Linked DNA regions of Mus musculus: region 1 is linked to region 2. Evidence: chromatin contacts called from public promoter capture Hi-C data. All regions are on one chromosome and are shown on one strand. The core of a region is the stretch at or near the end of the contact, and the rest is flanking DNA. Distances in the headings are between cores, read along the strand shown.

Region 1 (4,214 bases), core at 1,144-3,643, 100 kb after region 2:
GCGCTGTGGGCGGCGGCAGTGACTGGTGGACAGTCACAGTTCTGCATGCGGGGGGGGGGGGGGAACCCGGGCGGGCGCGGGGGTGGCTAGGGAATCCCGGACGGGCGCACATGGCGGGCCTCACGTCACGCGGCGGCGGGAACCGGGGACCCTGGAAGTGGGCTGCGGGCCAAGGAAGCCCCATCTGTGCTCGGCCGAGCCTGTGGGGAAGAGACTACTATCTACTTTTAATGTGAAGGAAATAATAGGGGTTGAAGAGAAGACTCAGCAGCTAAGGGCACATGTTGCTCTTGAAGAGGACCCAGCTCCCACTCCCAGCACTCACATGGAGGCTCACAACCATCTGCAACTCCAGTTTCAGGAGATCTGACAGCCTCTTCTGACCTCCTTGAGCACCAGGCATACACATGGTGTACATATATGCATGCATACAAAACACTCACACATATGACAGAACTAAGGATAAAGGGTCAGAGAGCAAAATAATAAAGTAAATAAACAAAGGAAAGATGAGAACTCAACTTTGTTTGTTGGACCCTAAAACTGAGCCCTTACTATATCCTTTGCAATGTGCAAGAAAAAATGCAAAGAATAAATCATTTCTTCTGTCTCAAAGGAACCCTAAGAACTTTATTGCAGGGTTAATACCATGACATATTAAACTCAATTTTATAAAAAGAAAAATGATTTAGTTTTCAAAAATTATCACTATCAGATAGTGCCATTCAGCAAGATTGTGTTAAGGAAGTGAGGTTTCAGGAGACATTTAATGCCAACAAAAAAAGTCAAAGAAACATTGCTATATGTAGATGGACTGGGGTCTACAAGCCTTTAAAGTGTAACAGAATGATAGTTATCTATCACCTGTTGTCAACATTCTTTTTTTCTTTAAGATTTATTTATTATATGTAAGTACACTGTAGCTGTCTTCAGACACCCCAGAAGAGGGCATCAGATCTCATTACTGATAGTTGTGAGCCACCATGTGGTTGCTGGGATTTGAACTCAGGACTTTTAGAAGAGCAGTCAGTGCTCTTAACTGCTGAGCGGTCTCTTCAGCCCTGCTGTCAACAATCTTATTCATTTGTTTCCTCTTTTCCTCTGAGTTTCCTCTGCCAGCCTTTATCCTAAGTCCTGTGGTAGAAAAGAAGGCCGATTAAGGCAGCATGGGTCGATCCAGGACTCAGTCACTGAAAATCTAATAGAAGTAGAGGGTGACAATTAACACTTCCTAGACCCAGGTAGTCATGAGTGCAAGTACTGCTCCAGTCTCATGGCCTATTGATTTTGAGTTTCTTTTCCATCATACTGTGTTCTCCCTTGTTCAGTGAATAATTTCCCCCAGGAAGGAATCTTTCTGGCTTTCTGAACCAGAACATTCTTGTCAAAAGTCTTTTTACTGCATCAGTCACCTCTTGGTTCCTTAAACTATAGATTAAGGGATTCAGCAATGGGGAGAAGAAGGTATAGACAACAGATACTGCCCGGCCTTCTTCCGGGGAGTAGCTGGAGCTAGGGCGAAGGTAGATGAGGGTGCAACATCCATACTGCAGGACAACCACGAGGAGGTGTGAAGAGCAGGTGGAGAAAGCCCGGCGTTTCCCCTCTGCTGACGTCATCCTCAGGATGGTAGCCACAATGCAACCATAGGAGAGACAGATAAGGAGAAAAGGAATGGCTACTGCAGCCACGCTGATGGCAAAGAGAGCTGCCTGGTGTATATGGGTATCTGTACAGGCCAGGCGCATGACTGCAGGCATGTCGCAGAAGAAGTGGTAGATTTCATTGTGGCCACAGAATGGGAGGTGGCAGATCAGAATGGTCAAAGGCAGTGACAAAAGGAAACCCAGCCCCAGAGAACCTAAAGCCATCTGCCCACAGAGCTGCCAACTCATAATGAGGCTGTAATGCAATGGATGACAGATGGCCACATACCTGTCATAGGCCATGATGGCCAGCAGGACACAGTCAGATCCTCCAAGGAGGATGAAGAAGAACATCTGGGCCCCACAGCTGGGCAGAGAGATAAGCATCTTCCCCATGGAGAGAATGCTAGCTAGAGTCAGTGGAGCAATGTTGGTGGAATAGCCAAGCTCTAATGTGGCCAACACAAAAAGGAAGAAGTACATCGGGGTATGGAGGGAGTGATCCTGCCAGACTGTGAGCCCAATGGTGAGGTTTCCAATGAGACTTCCTAGATACAGCAGCAAGAAGCCCACAAACACTAGGGAAGCCACTGTAGAGTTGGTTGAAAAGGGGCGGAAGTGGAAATATACCACTCCTGTCTGATTTTCCTCCTCCATCAGACCTAGTACAAGGAAAAGAGTCAAGGGTAAAGTTACTTTCCCATGTCACTAAGCTATATTAAATCACAGTCTGCAGTTAACCAAGTGCTTATTCTCTGAGCTTCCTTTGAATTTCAACCCCAGCTAGCTCTGTGACTTTGGAGAAATATGGGCTCCAGCATTTTCACTGTAAAATTCAGAAATGTATGACACCCACCTCAGAGTGTTGGTGAAAATTGAGCAAGACTCTATGACTACAAGCACAGAGACCAATGCCAGGCATGCATGAGGGTCTCGATATATGCTACCTTGTGTTGTCCATGTCGTTCCTGATCATCATCCCTCTTCTTTTGGAGCAAAACTTTCTCACCGGCCTCATGCCCTTTTGTTTCTATGACTACACATTCATAGAACAGCTCACAAGTACAGATCTCTAAGGATGTATGTGATCCCCACACCAAGCGCAGACGGCAAGCTACACAAGTCTGCCTTTTACCCATTCTGCAAGTGTGGGTATTCAGAGCCCAGATCACTAAAATAGGATGCATTTTTACCTATCTAATCCTTTAAAACTTGGAATTCTGGTATTTTTTCTTAAATATTCAACAATTCAATTTCACAGTTGCATTGTGTCAAATAGCAACCTTACAGCTGATCCATCTTCTTCCACATCTCCTTTTATCCTTGTTCCAATGGCATCTACCTTATAAAGGATTTCCAACCTCCTTTTACAGGGCTCACCCCCCTACCTACCTCAATATTATAGGCCCAGTGTAGTCTTTTTTAAATGCTTTCTAAGCTGTGTTGATCAATTCTGAGAGTCTTAAAAGATAGCTTCTTATTCTTGCATTATCAATACAATTATTAAATCCTGAGTCACAAAACAATTTTATAAGTGAAAATGGAGTTCTTTGCTGAGGTGCAACTTCAGGAAATAACATTTAAAAATCTCTACTGCCCTGGTCACCGGCTCTGCCTCTGCTGACACTTCCATGTTTCTGAACTTAAGTAAGCTGCAATATGGACTCACACATGCCTGCACACACATTTCCGTGTGATTGTGGTTAGCCTTTCAGTTGAATGAAACTGACTAAATTAGCGACTGAATGGTCTTTCCCTTGATGTTTGCAGAGGATACTCAGAAAGCTAAGAACACTATTCTTCTAAAAGTGAAGGATGAGATCAAAGAACAAGTTCAACTATTGGTTTATGCTAGTTTGATAACCAATGTAGCCTAAGCTTCAATATGGCGTTTGGCTTTTCTTTGTTTTTATGGTGATCACGCTGCTGGAGGAGAAATCATTTCACTTGGGAGTGTGACCACCAGTAGACTAGGTTGCTTATGCTCATGTAGCCAATGCTAACAGAAAAGAGGGCATAAAGGTGAGAAGAACGCAGGGCACATGGGGGAGTCTTGGGTGGAAAGTGAGGAGGAACTGGGGTGTTTATAATCAAGATCCATTATATATGTATATGTATGTACATATATATATATACACACATATGTATGTATGTATATGAAATTCTCAAAAAATAAGCAACAATATTAATAAGTAAAAAGTGATTCTTCATGCTGGAAGCTCTTCGGAGAAATTAATATTTAACAGCTAATTGTTTCACTGATAAGTGGATATTAGCCCAGAAACTTAGAATACCCAAGATCAATTTGCAAAACATAAGAAAATCAAGAAGAAAGACCAACGTGTGAATACTTCATTCTTCCTTAGAATAGGAAACAAAATACCCAGGGAAGGAGTTACAGAGACAAAGTTTGGAGCTAAGACAAAAGGATAGACCATCCAGAGACTACCCCACCCAGGGATCCATCCCATAATCAGCCACCAAATGCAGACACTATTGCACATACCAGCAAGGTTTTGCTGAAAGGACCCTAATATAGCTGTCTCCTGTGAGGCTATGCCAGTGCCT
Region 2 (4,262 bases), core at 1,406-3,905:
CCATTTCCCTCTCATCCTTTCATGTCACATGTATTCTGCTATCCCTTGTTCTTCTCTTTCCTCCTTCCCCAACTCTCTCTCTTAAGACTTCTCCTCCTATTGGTCCCCTTTCTAGTTTCAGCACACACACACAAATTAAAACCGGGAATCTGCCTATGAGACATAACAAACAGTTTTGAATTGATAAGAGAAACATGAACAAGTGCATATAAAAAACAAACTAGCATACATACAAGCAAATCACAAACATTGAAATCAAAAGCATGAGGGAAAGCTAGATATCACTCATCAATGAAGAAATGAAAACTGACATATCACCACTATGTGATTTATAATCCATTAGACTGGAAGATGTTATCACACATCAACTTTAATCAACTATTTCACCCAGCTTTTGTTCACTACCTTTATCTAGAAAGGGTTGGGCTGATATTTTGCTATTTCTTGCTGCTATTGTGTTTCTTCATTACTCTCCCACTTAAGAATGGCAACTGCTAGTGACTAGAGAGATGAATCAACTGTTAAGAGCTGTTCTTTCAGAGGACCTGTACGGGCAGTTTACAAGCATCTGCGCAGCAACTACAGCTCCCTCTTCTGGCCAGTGTGGGCACCTGCACATAGATGTAAATGTCTTGTTTATATGCAAATATCTTTTTAAATTGTCCCTTATAGTTACAAAGAACATAATTTCAAAATCTAAATGCCCAATACTACATAATACAACACTGAATTAACCTTAGTGGAAACTGTCCCTCGGCTCAGTGCTATTTTAAGTAGAGAGATAATAGTGAAGATAAGACAGGAAGGAGGAGGTTCTTCATTTCTTCATTTTTACACTCCTCCCAACCAAGATGCTTGCCTCTTATCACACCTTTGTTGACCTTCCTGGCATGGGTGGCACCTGTCGTGGAATGGATTACATCTCTTTTAAAAAGAGGGGACTTGGAGTTCTGACCACTCTCAGGTCTTTCAAAATGTGGCCTTTTGCCAGCGCAGAAGGAGGAATATCAATAAACAAGTTAAATTGTGTCCTGGGGTGGATTTGTAGAGTCTCTTAATACTTGGGAAGCAGATGTATTGCACAGGTGAATAGATTTGTAAGCAATTTCCCCAGTATATCTTATCCACAAGCATTGAAGGCTGTACTTACTGCTTGTGAAATTAATTCTTAAGAGCACACAGATTTAACATGATTTAAACACAACAGACATCAGTCTCATTTGCTAATTTCATCTGTCTCCTAAAAGCTTAGATACAAATCCTCTTGTTCTAATCACTACAAAGCTCCAGCCTCAGGAAAAATTATATGTCCAACATTTCCAAAAGGATAATTATACATTATTTCATTTCCCTTCCTTATTAAATTATGGTGTGGTCCATTCACTAGAGCAGCCAATCCCCTTAACGACCCAGCCATCCCTCCAGCTCCTTCTCTTGGATTTCTTAAAGGAAAAACTTTGAAGACAGAACATTACCCCTCTTCTGTGAAGACAAGGCTAAATCTTGAAACCAAACTGATCATTTATAGAAACAAATTAATCCTGTTAATCTATGCCAGCTTGAGATGACCACCATACCAAACCAAAACTGAAGCAATGATCAGCCTAGACCAGGACTGCTTAATTATGCATACTTTTTAGCGGACTCCCCACTCGATGCCCCAGTTTGTCCACTAGTTAAACTTAAAGGTGCCAGGTGTGGTGGTACATGCCTTTAATCCCACACTGTGTAGGCTGAGGCAGACAGATCTCTGTGAGTTCGAGGCCAGCCTATCTACATAGTGAGTTCTAGAACAGCCAGAACTACATAGAGATTTTGTCTCAAATAAATAAATAAATAAATAAATAGCTTAAAGCTCATATCAGGGCCATGAAAATGATCTTGAATGGTCATTGGAGTCCATCATTTATTATTTCAAATGAAGCTACCTTAAATTAATGGCTTTTCGAGGTTACTTTCTTTTAATTAGCATATTAAGGACAGGTGGGACTGCAGAGATGGCTCAGCGGTTAAGAGCACTGACTGCTCTTCCAGAGGTTTTGAGTTCAAATCCCAGAAACCACATGGTAGCTCACAACCATCTGTAATGAGATCTGATGCCCTCTTCTGGTGTGTCTGAGGACAGCTACAGTGTACTTATATATAATAAATAAATAAATCTTTTTTTTTTTTAATTATAAAAGTAAAAGGACAGGTGATCGAACCCAGCCGGTTGGGAATGCCCAAGCCAGTGCTTTTACCTTGAAAACTCCAGCTACAGCTCTTTTGATAGATTTGTCAAGACCAAACTCAGCAAGCGCACAGTAAATAAGCCAATGACAAATCAATAGCATCTTTCTATGTCCCTAGAGAAGAGACATAAATGTACGGAAAGTTAAGGGAACAACTTCTTACAAAACCTCGGGCTTTCGCAGCTTTCTACACCAAGGAGAAAACCCAGAGCTGTCACTAAACAGAAAAAAACTGAGAAGACCCTCGCGGAAACTTGAAACACCTCGGGCGTGGCTTGGCCTGTGGGACCTTTAACCCGCAGATAACCTGCTCCAGAACCAGGTGCTGGAAGTTTCCTCTACTTCCGTCAGGACTCTATAAAAGGTGGGACAGGATGACGTCACTTCCTGTCTTGTGTCCGCGGGCCGGCAAAGCTCTGAACTGGGAAAAGCCACTGTTGTAGTTGAGAGAAACCTGACCCGGCAGCACACGCGTGGCCATGTGGAGGCTGTTGACGCGCGTCCCCGCGCCGCTCCTGCGGATGCACTTTTCAGGTCAGAAACCTGTTTCATCTTTTAAAAAGGCATTTCCCCGATCTTCCTCCCCACATTCCAAAGTCTATGCTTACTGCGATAGGTCCTGCGCTTTCCTTACTTCTTCCACCTCCACTATGCGGAGGCCTGGGTCCTGGTCATGTGCGGGAGACGGTGCTCCGTGAGCCTAGTTGCTTCCTTGGAAGCCCATTTAGTGGAACTCGTACCCCCGTGCTTCTAGACACCTCTGTCAGGAGTGATCAGAGTGTAACAGTAATGGTTTGATTTGTCATTGTAGATTCTTGGGCAGCCCTTCCCACCAGTGCTGGTCTGAAGACGCTCCTCCCAGTTCCAACTTTTGAAAGTGAGTACCTGTCATTTCCACTTATTTTTCTCTGAGAAAAGGCATCGAAGGTGTGTTTGTGCTTCCTCCCTCCGTTGAGTGATTCAACAGATATATGTAAGGAAGGCAAACTGCAGCGAAGTCCCTCGATGTTGCAAAGCAGATAACTATTGGGCTAGTTCCCAGGCATCCTACCACTGATGTGTGGCCCATGATCTACCCAGTCAGCACTAACTGGGCATATATCAGATTTTTTTATCTTCTAAATAATAGTACAGATATGCAGACACTTAGCAATAGTAGCCAGGTGCTCTGCAGTCCTGTACATCTAACTTTTTAATGTACTAAAATCTCCAAAACTGCAAATGGCCTAGACATCTGAGGGTCTTCGGCACATAACTGTTAAACTACTGTGTGGGCTGGAGCAATGGCTCAGCAGTTAATAACACTTGTTGCTCTTGCAGAGAACCCAGGTTCAATTCTCAGAACCCACAAGATTGTTCATAACCATCTGGGACTCCAGCTTCAGGGGTTCCTACATCCTCTTCTGCACATTAATACATGCAGACAAAACACTCCTAACATTTTTGATAAATAAGGTGCTGTGTGTGCTTAGAAGTGCATACTAACTTGCAGATGTAAGAACGTATTACCAGGTCTCACAGTAGCTGCCCATAGAAGTCAGTGAAGGGAGAGTAGTTTTTGTAACTTGGAACAGCAACTTTATTATTCCATTAATGATCTGATGGCCCTTTGAGGCTTCCTGTTTTGTTTATTCTATCATGGAGCCATTCTTTCTCATATTTAATTTTTTTTTTGAGTCACAGTTGTTTTCCCCAGGATGTCATATAGAGGATAGTGACAAGAAAAATCCTACTTTGTAAGTTTACCAAGAAAAATACAACAGAAGGTTTTTTTTTTTTTCGTTTGTTTGTTTTGTTTTAATGGTATTTTTGCAATCTAGAGGAGCAGTGAGTTTTGTTTTGTTTTTGGTTTTGGTTTTTAAGAGCATGCTTCTGGCTTTGATGTTTTAACTGAAGTTCCTCTTCTTTAAAGTAGAGATTAGAATACCACTTGCCCAATTATGTTTCTTGGCCTAGCTGAAAATTATGTATGCTCCTGTTTTCAATTCTTTTTATTTTTAATTGCCTTTTATTTATTTTGTATGCATGCAC

The links. Promoter capture Hi-C pulls out the DNA fragments that hold promoters and counts their contacts.
Region 1: a contact with region 2 is called in a promoter capture Hi-C map of embryonic stem cells, with 6 times the contacts expected there. A contact is called at or near these places in 17 of 39 promoter capture datasets (the 3T3-L1 cell line, 3T3-L1-derived adipocytes, the HPC-7 cell line and 8 more), 54 of 484 Hi-C or Micro-C datasets (the G1E-ER4 cell line, the HPC-7 cell line, bone marrow-derived macrophages and 7 more), 17 of 130 datasets of targeted methods (bone marrow-derived dendritic cells, bone marrow-derived macrophages, embryonic stem cells and 1 more) and 5 of 9 other capture datasets (adipose tissue, embryonic stem cells, liver and 2 more).

What each region holds. Positions count from the first base shown.
Region 1 is chr19:11,868,912-11,873,125 of GRCm38.p6, forward strand. It overlaps Olfr1419 (olfactory receptor 1419), which reads right to left and starts at 2,394. Exons shown (of 1, transcript NM_001011775.2): 1 at 1,235-2,394. The coding sequence starts at 2,303. The coding sequence ends at 1,272.
Region 2 is chr19:11,767,760-11,772,021 of GRCm38.p6, forward strand. Mrpl16 (mitochondrial ribosomal protein L16) reads left to right here and starts at 2,656. Exons shown (of 4, transcript NM_025606.3): 1 at 2,656-2,765; 2 at 3,043-3,108. The coding sequence starts at 2,711.